Linked DNA regions of Sus scrofa: region 1 is linked to region 2. Evidence: chromatin contacts called from public Hi-C data. All regions are on one chromosome and are shown on one strand. The core of a region is the stretch at or near the end of the contact, and the rest is flanking DNA. Distances in the headings are between cores, read along the strand shown.

The links. Hi-C and Micro-C count contacts between places; a contact is called where the count stands out from the background.
Region 1: a contact with region 2 is called in a Hi-C map of retroperitoneal adipose tissue, with 2.4 times the contacts expected there. The contact joins two enhancer-like sites. A contact is called at or near these places in 5 of 47 Hi-C or Micro-C datasets (mesenteric adipose tissue, retroperitoneal adipose tissue, skeletal muscle and 1 more) and 2 of 2 datasets of contacts at active chromatin or transcription factors (alveolar macrophages and skeletal muscle).

Annotation. Positions count from the first base shown.
Region 1 is chr10:66,464,629-66,470,802 of Sscrofa11.1, reverse strand. No RefSeq gene overlaps it. Among named protein-coding and RNA genes, the nearest start is that of KLF6, 21 kb to the left of the region's middle. Within about 2 kb of position 2,827, at least 2 of the 83 cell types and tissues checked have an H3K27ac peak or open chromatin away from gene starts, as enhancers often do. A contact at or near this core is called in retroperitoneal adipose tissue, where this site is marked.
Region 2 is chr10:66,129,445-66,135,229 of Sscrofa11.1, reverse strand. No RefSeq gene overlaps it. Among named protein-coding and RNA genes, the nearest start is that of KLF6, 360 kb to the left of the region's middle. Within about 2 kb of position 3,294, at least 16 of the 83 cell types and tissues checked have an H3K27ac peak or open chromatin away from gene starts, as enhancers often do. A contact at or near this core is called in retroperitoneal adipose tissue, where this site is marked.

The DNA of each region.
Region 1 (6,174 bases), core at 1,578-4,077, 340 kb before region 2:
TCAGGGTGGGGCTGCGGTGGGAAGGCCGCGGGAGGCACAGCGAGCTGGGCTGTTGTCCTGGGGAGGTGCTGCGGGCTCCTTGCAGGCAGAGGTCGGTTATGGGACTTTAGCAGCAGATTTCAGCACCCTGCTCTTATCTCTTTGCCATCAGTTTTGTCAAAATGTTAAAAATCACCTATCTGGAGACACCGTGTGGAGGAGAGAGGGGACCTTTGTTTAGGTAGGAGCGTCCTCCTAACTCAGCCCAGCAACCTTTCCCTTTGAAGATCAGCCCCTTGCCCCCCTGGAGATGCCTCTGGGGCCGCAGTGCTGAGAGCCTCAGGAGGTTCCGAGATATTTTGAGGACTTTAACCTCCAACCGGTGTCCGCGTCCAGCCCTCCTCCTCCACCGTGGGTGGGTCGGGAGAGGTGCCCTAGGCCATCCAGCCTGCAGCTTCTCTGCCACCCAAACGCGTCTCCCCGGAGGGTTCTTCCCTTAACTCCTCTCTGCCGACACTTTTCCCAGCTGTGTGGACAGTGGCTGCCCGGAGGGCATCCCCGCTGAAGACAAGGCACCTTCCTCAGGCCCCCACCCGGGTTCTCCTTGAACCGCGTCTCCCGCTTGGAATAGGCCAGATGGGGGCGTGCTCCGTGGCTCGTGGAATCTGTCCTGGTAAAATGTACAACTTACTGAACAAAAACCTCTGCTTAAAAAAAGAGATTTTCCTTGTATTCTTCGATTCTACAAAGAGGCAGAAGTGGAAAAAAAATGTCCTGAGAATTGGAGTTTCCCCCCAATTTATTTTCTTAAAGTTAAAAAAAAAACTGAGATACAATGGACCTATAACATTCCGCTCTGTACTGGCTTCAGAGGTGCAGTGTAATGAGCTGATCCGTGTGTATACTGCAACGTGAGAGCCACAACTAAGTCCGGTTATCATCCGTCAGCATCCACCATGACAGATTTTGTTTTCGTGTGATGAGAACTTCCAAGACCCCCTCCCAAAGCGACTTTCCAATATACAGTAGTCACAGGTGTAATACTTGAGTTCTTCTTCTAGACGGAGAAATCATCATTTCTGAAATTCAAGTCCCAAAGGCAAATAATTGGGACCTTCTTAGCTGGTATGTAGCATATACTTTCGAAAGTAGGGGTCCTGTATTCATGACACCGGTGATTAGGAGAGTCCCGCACGGATGCAGCCATTCTTCCCACCTGGAGTCAAAAGAAAAAATCTATCACACAGACTCATCGGCAAATATGTACTGGGCGTTTTTGAGTGAGTGGCAATTGCAGATCCCCTGGGATCCCAAAGTACACATGACCTGCTGGCTCCTGGTTGTGCTGGCAAACGGGCCCCTTCCCTGTGCTGGTCACCTGGCATCGTGCAGATGGTTATCAGGACATTTCAAATGCCATCCTCCTCTACATCGGTGGCTTGGGTTTGTTTTATTGACACAGCCCCCCCCCATCACCATAGTAACCCTTCTCATTCCTGCAATAATTCTCCTCCGGGATAATACGGTGCTTTGGGAGGGCTGAACAGAATTCGTGTGGGGCTGGGTTGTAATGTGAGAAAGCCACCCCTCTCTGAAATTCTGTCATGGTTGGGACTCTACTCGTAGTGTGTGTGACCTCAGATTCCTTAAACACGGATATTGCTGGGCTTTACGATAAATATACTTGTGGGCATTAATTAATTTTGTTTATTTATTGACCTAAAATTTTTTTGGCCTTGCCCATGGCATGCAGAAGTTCCTGGGCCAGGGGTCAAACCCACACGACAGTAGCGACCTGAGCCACAGCAGGGACAAGGCTGGATCCTTCCTCCGATGAGTCACCAGGGAACTTCTATAAACACTAATTTTTAAAAAATCTTTGTGAACATCAATTAATTAAAATAAACTTTCCCGTACATCTAAAAGTATAGGAAAGAACAGCAGTGTTTCTTTCCCTTTTATTTATGATTCCTGTTTGAGCTTTTTTTTTTTTTTTTTCTGCTTTTTGGGGCGGCGCATGTGGCCTATGGAGGTTCCCAGGCTATGGGTTGAACCGGAGCTTTAGTGGCTGGCCTGCGCCACAGGCACAGCAATGCAGGACCTGAGCTGCATCTGCGACGTACACCTGAGCTCATGGCAACACCGGATCTTTAACCCACAGAGCGAGGCCAGGGATCAAAAACACATCCTCATGAATACTAGTCGGGTTCGTTACTGCTGAGCCATGGCGGGAACTCCTTTCTTGTTTTGTTTTGTTTGAGCTGTTTATTTACAGAATGGGCTTGAGGTTGACTCGAAACTCAAAGGTGGACTCACCAGGACACCTGTTCTAGAGCTCTGACGGGCTTACCTGCCATCTGGGCTCCTGGATCAGCTCCTTCTCGACTTGCGTGGAGGACTGGGGGGCATCAGCGTATTCCCCGTAGATGCTGTATGTTCCATAAACACTCATAACCTACGTGCTGGGGTCCCTCTCAGTGGCCATTCACCATCTTGGATTAGAGCATGGACCAAAACAACACCCTCAGGGACCTCTCTCTCCTGCTGCCCCCTTTTATGCCTGGCAGGGAACCACCTGGAAGTGACCGCGTGTGGGGGGGTAACTAAAGAGAGCAGCTCTGTCTGAGAGTCTGTCATGGGGCAGGTGCAAGTTTACTTTCTGGCCTGGGGCTCTCACTTCTCCACCAAGAGCCTCCGTCTCCATCTGCCCAGGCCTGCTTCCCACAGCCACCAGCTGTGCTGGGAGGTGACGCAGAGCACACATGCTGTGAGTCTGCCTATAGCCGATGATAAGGGCTTCACCGCTGGCTTTCAACAATGGCAGGGCCCACATGCAGGGGCATCCCAGTCCTGGCTGCCCTTGGGTTGGGCAGAAACATGCTCTGTTGGAATTAAAAGGCATCCCCTCTTGTGTGGAATGGCTCCCCCTTTACGTGTGAGAGAAACCCAGGGCTTGACTGGAAATAGACAAACCTCCAAACATGGAGCTGGTAACTTTCAGTGCCCGGTCGCAGGCCTGAGGGCTGTTGACCCCCCTGAGCAGGAGCCTAACGGACCCCGTTGCGTCTTGACCCAGACAATTCCTGCCCTCAGGACACATCAGGCCCTACCTGCTCTGCGCTGGGAACCTGGACCACCTGCCTTCTGTGGTTGGGCAGTTCCACAGCTTAATTTGGTGCCATTGGCCAGATTCACAGGGGCACTTAAACCATTATCATTAGGAGCTCCTGCTGTGGCTCAGTGGGTTATGAACCTGACTAGGATCCATGAAGATACGGAGTCAATCCCTGGTCTCGCTCAGGGGGTTAATATCTGGTGTTGCCATGAGCTGTGGTGTAGGTCACAGCTGCAGCTCTGATTCGACCCCTAGCCTGGGAACCTCCATATGCTGCAGGTACAACCCTAAAAAGCAATAAAAATAAAATAAAACGCTACCACTATATTCAGTTTTAATCTGTGGAGCATCTGAGTCACACGCTCTCGGTGCTGGAGCAGAAGGGAATCCTCAGGCCATTTCCCGATGTGACTTAGGTACAGCCTGAGGCGCCCTGGGAGACCTCTGCTACCTTCCTCACAGCCAGGTCTTTGCTGCCCAAGTTTCTCGTGCAGAGCCGATGAACACAGGAGTTTCCTGTTTTCCTCTGAGTCCCTGCGAAGATGCAGAGAAAAAAGGGACTATTTTAAAAGCGTCTACGGATCTGGTTTTCCTTACACGCTTCCTCACTCGAGTGTGAATCACGCGGTGAAAAATGCACCTCTGTGTGGGTTTCGTGAACATCTGCCGGTGAGCGTGCTCGGCAGGCTTCAGTGACTTCGTTTGTTACACCTTCAAAAGGATGCAGCCCCAAGCCCTGGTCGTTGGGATCAAGAGGAGAACCCACCTCTGCCGTGGGTCGCTTTGACCTTGGAGCTGCAGGACAGGTGGCTGCAGAATTAAGCCAGGCTCACGCTGACACTTTCTAGGAAGAGCACTGCTGCCTTTACCTGTTCTGCCCAAATGCCATGTTTGCTTAAAAGAGATGCAGGGAGCTGGATGCCACGGGCACCCACTGGTGGCTCTGGAGTCACCTCAGTTAAAGGAGCATCCTTGCTGTGCTCCTGGGTCTACGTCTGTTTGACGGTAGACGGTCAAACACCGCTGCCCTGACACAGGGGACTCTCACCTGTAGCAGCTTTTTCTGGCGACTTTGGGGGCCAGGAATTTGTGGTGGGCTCCAGCGTGCGGAGCTCCCACGGGGCCCCCCATGCCCTTGCAGCTGGACATTGGCCAGGGCTGCTGTTCCCCGAGGGCCAACCGGGCTGGAGGTTCAGGTGGCTCAGGGTTGCACGCTGGCCACCAGCTCAGCCGGGGCTGCTGCCTGGAGCAGTTGCAGGTGTCCCCCCAGGACAGCAGGCCCTGCAGAGCTAGACTTCCAGCCTCCCCAGGGCGGACGTTCTGAGCAAACCACACTGGGGTGCATGACCTTCTCAGATGCACTTCCGAGGTCCTGCAGGCTCATGATCATCGTAAGCTGTGGTCGGAGACATCACGCATCACCAGGGTCAAAAGGAGAGGCACGGACCCCACCCCATGGTGGCAGAAGGGTAAAAGGATCGGTGCCTTTGTTAAACTCTGTTACACACTTCTCAAGTTCGGTGATGCATTTATCCTTGGTGTTACTGTCGGCCGGCTTAGACATGACACTGCAACACGTAGGAATTTTGCCCAAAGAGGAACAACGCATTGGAACATGGAAGTGGCCGGTATATCAGATAGGGGGGCACTATGTGCCAATCACAGTTACGTTTTGGGTAGCGCTTTTCCGATTGCCCATACGAAAGGGTGCCCCCGCCACCACCACCAGATTAGCTCTGGAGAGGTTCCCAGTGGTGCCCTGGGCTTGCTTTTTGGTGGGAATATAAACATCGAAGTGGGATTTTCCAGCTCTTCGTGTCTTCTCACGCATCAGCTTCAGAATGCTCTGGCCTGGAGGCTCACCGATTTGTCCAGCCCTAGACCTGAGTCTTACAGGACTGAAGCCGAGGCCGCGGAGGGCCTGCTCTCTGTCCTTCTTCGACCCCAGGGAGGGCAGGGACCTGAGAGGCTCGACTTCACCAGCACATCGTGCTTCTCTCTCATGTTTCTTCTCAAGAACCAAATGCCTGGGAGTCTGTCTGGAGAACTGTTTACTGGCAAGCACCCGAGAAAAACAGAGCTAAAGTAAGCCAAAGGGAACATGCACTCGGGGCTTCTGACCCACGAGAAGGGTTCAGTTCTGTCTGTGCTGAGCACGGTCCCGACCCCAAGCCAAGTTCCGGAACCGGAAGGCGGATGAGCTGGCTCAGGCCGCTGTGACGTCATTGTCCCTCCTGGAGAGTCCCCCCCACCTCGGTGCAGGAAGGAGTCCCAACCAGCCGGACAAAAACCTGCAGCTGAAAGCGCAGGGGTCTTCACGACTGACCATCCCCATGTGCCTGTGATCTTAAAGTTTTGGGACGTGCAACTGTCCCCCCGCAGAAACCAGGGGACCCGTCTGTAAAGAGATCACGAGGGAGAAGATTCCACTGCTCGGGAAACGCACGCGGGCTGGTGGACATGTCATTGGTCTCAGTTGGAAAGAGCTTCCCTTCCCCGCGTGGGGTCACACTTGTGGTCACGTCACTTACACTCTGGCGCGGGAACACAGTTGCGATAAAAAATACTCATCCTTGTTTCCTGCACCTGCTTCCGAACTTCACAATGAGGGGCAGCATTCCTTTCCCAGCACGTGCACCTGCAGGGTAAATATATTCTACCGCTCATTATCCTCCCTTGAAAATATTTCCCTCGATCCTGCAACTCAGTTTGCAGACAGCAGCAGACACTGCCCAGGGCTGCTTGTCTGCGGGTCTCATGTGTGGCGGTGCAGCGGAAGGTTGGAGAACGACGGCCGATCGGAGGGAAGGGAGACACGACAGGTTCGGTTCGGTTCGGGTCCTGCTTGTGAGTCTCTGTCCGCATGTGGATCATTACTGCTACTTCTTAACTGGCGGGAATCTGTCACACCTGCAGCTTTCTTGACAGGTGCTGGGACGTATTAAAATCCCAATGACCTGCCTTTCAGAAACTGAGTCTCTTCATCACCAAGGCTGTTTGAGGGCCGTCTCCACACACAGCTAATCCCTCGTCTGACACAACCTTCTAACCTGGGCTCTACTGTAGTGGACAGCGGATTG
Region 2 (5,785 bases), core at 2,045-4,544:
TGAACCAGGGCCTGGTGGGGGTGGGGGCCGGGTCTCAGGCCGGCCGGGGCTTAAAAACGGGGGATAGAGATGCCACGCAAGGGCGACTGGGCGAGAGCCATCCCTCACCGGGCGTGATCGCAGTTGTCCAGCCGCCGCCCCGGTCGCTAAGGACACTGGCTCAGCCCGCGGGGACAGCCGTGCCGGTGGAGTCCAGGCGGCTCGGTCATGAGCGCTGCGGTCCCGCTGTTGTTAACAGCAGTCCCGGCGACCGTCCTCAAGGCCTGGGAAAATGTCCACAGGCATGAGCCCGCCTTCTGCGCATCCGAACTCTACGTGACTCAGGGTCACTTCTTCACATAAAGAACGCGGGGGCGGCAGCTTGGGGGAGAAAGGACTCAACGCCAGATCGCCCACGTTCAAGGGTGAGCGTCCCGGTCCCGCTGCACGAGGGCTGTGCCGCCGAACGCACAGGCCTGTCAGCTTTTTGTGCGGAATCCTGCCAGGGGAACCCGCGCGCTTGCGCTGGGTGAAGGCAGCGTAGACCAGTGGGCGTGGGCCCGAGGCGCCTTGAGTTCCCAACCTTTACTCAGAAGAAAAACGCCCAACGGCGCTGGACTTCTACCGGGAAGTTTTCTGGGTCCCGGAGAAGGACGTGTCTCCCGCTGCAATTAACTCAGAAGACGCCCCTGCCTCTCGGGGCTGCGGCGCTTGCAGAAGGCCCGGACTGGATGAGCGCCACATACGTCCCCACGCGACGTTGTCCTTCCTTTTAAAAATCATTCCGGGAATCGTTTATTTTCTGGAGTGGGTCGTCTTTATTTGTTTACCCTGGAAACCACAGTTTGACATGCTGTCTTTCGTTCCTGGCGAGGCGATGCGAAAGGCAGAAAAACCCCGCTTGTTTGCAGTGCCAGGGATAAAACACTTGACTGAAGGCCAGGTGCGCTGCCCCCAGAACCTTCCCATCGCCTCTGAGGGACGAACATACATCCTGGATCCGAATCCTCGGCAAGTTCAGGAGGTTAGAGGTGACTCAGTCTCCACGAATGCAGTCTGGTCTTATTTTAAGAAGGCCTCTGAGTCATGTGGAGTTGTGTCAAAACATGTGTTATGTTATGTTATTTTAAAAAGGCAGCTTGGAGGGAGGAAATTGAACCATCTTTTTTTCAGAAAACCTGCCCTTTAATGGAAGAAAAGGGCAAGTCAGTTTCCCACACATCTCCCTCGGTCCCGCAGGCTCTGCTTTGACCCCACACGTATATTCTTCATGGGCTTTGCTATTACCATACTTTCTTGGAGCGTTTCAAGTTTGCAACTTGAGCTGTTCTGACTTCATATTTATTGTTCGATGTGGTTACAGGCACCGCTTAAGACTGAATAACATGTACTATCGCTCTATTATTATCTTGATTGATTAGCTACCCGGTGTGATGGTTCTACAGCTACATGCACTATTTTTATCAATATAAAATATGCATAATTTTAAGAAACTTTGGTGTTCTCAACTCAAATATAGGAATAGAACCGATCCTGTGGCTATTTCGGAGTTGTGACAATGTACTTGAAAGTCCCTGGGAAAGTGGCATGTCTTGGGGGTCAGTCAGCACAGGTCACAATGGGCTATTGGGCTGGTTAGGACCAGCTTCGCAGATCTCGCTGCGGCCTGCGGAGGGGCAGGCCTGCCCTGCAGGTGAGCAGGTCTCACTCGGTGACTCCCCTCTGGCACCGTGATCTCCCTGGCCTTCCCAGGTCACTGCCCGAGGGCCTGGGGGGGAAGAGCCCCGAGAGGAGAGGGAAGCCCAACCAGGATGGCCGGGGTGCCTGGCGCGTTCCCAGTGCTGTTCTTGCTTTGAGGCTGAACACAGAAAGCCAATGGCCTGGGAAGAGTCGGGGACCAACTGCCTAGGTTGTGACAGCAACATCCAGACTTGCTGACTACTGATCCCCAAAAAACCACCAGCATTCTGATGTAGGGAAGATGTTAAAAATCTGTTCTAAGAAGGAACTCCCGTCCTGGATCAGCAGAGACGAATCTGACTAGTATCCGTGAGGACACAGGATCGATCCCTGGATTCATTCAGTGGATTAAGGATCTGGTGTTGCCATGAGCTGTAGTGTAGGTGACAGATGCGCTCACATTTGCTGTTGCTGTGGCTGTGGCGAGGGCTGGCAGCTACAACTCTGATTTGACCCCTAGACTGGGAACTTCCATATGCCATGGATGTGGCCCCCAAAATAAAAATCTGCTCTAAGAAGACGTTACTCTGTGCAGGTGATGGAGCAGATTGTCACCGACAGCATCTGTACCAGCAAAAGAAATGCAAAATACGGTACTTGCTCCCTAAGCAAGTGCTGCTCTAACCTGAAACCTAACCCAAACCCTAACCCTAAGCCTAACCCAACCCCTAACCCTAACGGAAACCCTAACCCTAAACCAAACCCTAACCTTAACCCAAACCCTAACCCTAACCCAAACCCTAACCCAAACCCTAACCTTAACCCAAACCCTAACCCAAACCCTAACCTTAACCCAAACCCTAACCCTTACAATGGGGACACCTTTACGGTGGCACCTGTGGGGTTTGCCCAAAACTCTTGCCCCCACATTTGTCTGGCCAGCTTTTCCTGCTTGGATTCCACAAGAGCCTTGCCAGGCCCTGAACCCCCATACTGCGACCTTCACAGAGGAGCGCCCCAGCCTCTGAGCAAGGATTTCTGTTCCCAACCCACCGAAGGCATTTCACCTTCATTCAAAGAATCATCCCCAGTGTTGGTGATAATTTCTAGGCAAAAGTGGTCCCAATAAAAGTATTTTCCATAAATGAATAAATACTTGTGCTCATTGAATGATAAATATTGGACTAGATCAAAGCACAGTGTGCCCTGCTCTGTGTCTGTCCCAAGGCAGGTGATACTGGGTGTCTTCTCAGAAAGGTAGACAATTTTCAAATGACAAGTTGTTCCCTTAGCAGCACGCGGTCACGTGGGAGTTTGCTAAATCCTTCCGTTCTTTTTTGAGAGCTTAAAATACGAAATGAGTTCACAGAGGTGGAATAGTTTCGAGCAATGGCAGCCCAAGATTAAACTGTTTCTGATTTCCCCTCTGAGAGGGAATCATTTATCTCCAGAGGGAAGGATCAGAGTCCTGGATAAAAATAAAAATGGGAATTTTTAAACCAGGGCTCACTTTTTGAACGACTCTTCCGAAATGAGTCATGCAGCTCGGCCTTTTTATGTGGACTATTCTGATGCAATTTTCCCCACACGGATGTAAAGTATCTTGGAAACGGCCCCTGGGTCCAACCAAGGGACTCGGGGCGCCCTTTCCGTCCAGCTTTGCAAAAACTCAGCTCCGCGGCTGGACGCTGAACACAAGAGCCAGCTCTCAGCCCTTCCGGACTTTGCAAACGGAGGAGGGAGAATTCACAAAACTAAGAAACCAGCTGAGGCTCTCCTTGGGCTCCATGTGGCAGCAACTTATTAAAAAGTGGAAAAGGGAGGTAGGAAATGTTTTCCTGTCCAAAATAAATCCCTCCATCACTGGAAGCGTCTCCCAAAGCAGCCTTTCTCAATGGTGGTGATGTGCCTGCCACCCAGGGGCAGTCACGATGTCCCGAGGCGTTTTTGACTGTCACACCCGGGGAACACATGACCGGCATCCAGCAGGCAGGGCATGCTGCTAAATATCCTAAGGTGCCCAGGACAGCACCCCCTGGCCAAGCACCGCTGCTCCAAAGTATCAACAGTACAGAGGCTGAGAGGCCCTGTGTGTGCTCTGCATCCTCGCCAGGCAGAGGAATCTTGGAAACCTGCCTTCGCCTGGGCCCTTGCGGTAAAACCCTCCCAACACTGCCTCTGCGCACAGGGAAAGGGGCTGGCGACTCCGATCCTTGGGTCTGAGGAGCCCCGGCTTGGCCGATCCACCAGGCGGGCCGACAGCGCCCACATGGGGGACACCTCACACCCAGAGGCGCAGCCCTGCGTGGCCCTTATCAGCTGCTGGTCACGATTCGGTGTCTTTTCTCAGTGCATGGCCAATGTATGCCCCTGAGGATGTGGCGACGGGGTGATGGGAGAAAGTGTGCTTTCTTCCTGGTCTTTTTAGGGCTGTACCCGCAGCATATGGAGGTTCCCAGGCCAGGGGTCTAATCGGAGCTGTAGCCGCCAGCCAACACCACAGCCACAGCAACACGGGATCCGAGCCACGTCTGTGACCTACACCACAGCTCACAGCAACACTGGATGCCAGACCAGCTGAGCGAGGCCAGGGATTGAACCCACATCCTCATGGACGTTAGGCTCTTAACTGGATGAGCCACAGTGGGAGCTCCACCACGTGCCTTTTGTTGGCCTGGTGGTGACACAGGACAGTGCCCTTTGTGACATTCAGTCAGCTGTTCACATAACCTGTTCACTTTCCTGTAGGTGTTTTTACTTCAATAGTTTGATAAACAAACATATACAAAAGAGCAAATTATCGGAGTTCCCGTCATGGCTCAGTGGTTAACGAAGCTGACGAGGAACCATGAGGTTGTGGGGTCGATCCCTGGCCTCACTCAGTGGGTTAAGGATCTGGCATTGCCGTGAGCTGTGGTGTGGGTCGCAGATGCGGCTCGGATCCAGCGTTGCTGTGCATGTGGTGTAGCCTGGTGGCTACAGCTCCAATTTGACCCCTAGCCTGGGAACCTCCATGTGCCACAGGAGGGGCCCTAGAAAAGACAAAAAGACCAAAAAAAAAAAAAAAAAAGGCAAATTATCCCCCTTTGGGCAGTCTACGTAATGAACTCCTTTGGCTACAGACTGAATGGGACCGTTACTGCTGTGCCCTGTCGAACGGCGGCCCCAGGACGGGCCGTGCCCACTTCCAATTCTGGACACGAGTCAAGCTGAACCCCGCCTACAGGTTCTCCTCCTCCTCGAGGTGGTCAGAGGACTCGCTTTTTTCCCCCGTAAAACTTTAGTAAACACCACCCTCTAGTCACTCCACGCAGACCCGCCCGTTCCTTTGCTAGCGCTCTGCCAGCACAAAGCGCATCCTCGGTCTCAGCCTACAGCATTTCAGTGAACGGACTGGGTTCCAACTCCTGCAGACTAAGCTCTTTTGATGGCAGAGATCCTGCTTCATCGTCCTCTTATCCCTACTCCCCAGAGGACACAGTAAATGCCTAATAATTTTTTGCTTAATGAAAGTGTGTGTAACACAGTTCTCAATCATGGCTCAGGGATTATCGTATTTTATGGTAAAAACACATGATTTTAAGTAGATCGTTCTGACAGAACTAAAGATTCTGTCAGTTTGACAGAACTAAAGGTTATTTTAGGTACCTAGTTTATTTTGGTTTGGGCAAAGCAACAAGACTCAAAAACTTGGCTCTGGGGTGATATATTTTTTTTGTCTTTTCAGTATCTATTTTCCTCTCCATGAGTTATTTACGATGCAAATAGTGTAAAAAGCACAAATTGCCGCTTTTGAGCAAGGAAAACCCAGATCTGAATCTCACTTTCTTTCCTACAAGCTATGTGACTTTGGACCCGCTCTTTAATTTAAACCTTAGTTTGTTCCTCAAGGAAAGAGAGAGTTCAGTTCAATTCACCCGTGAGAGGTGTGCCGACTGAACGGGGTCCCTTCTGTGCACCCACTCAGGAGACGCGCAATGAACATCGAGTCTTCCCCACTTTCTCCATCTCCTCAAGACGACGTCTTCAATTTGTCGTCAACATCCAATTAGAAAAAAATCTCTGCCTTGCTCTTCCTGCTCATCGTCCTTTCTCTATTTTTCAAAGAAAATTTACAAGCTAAACT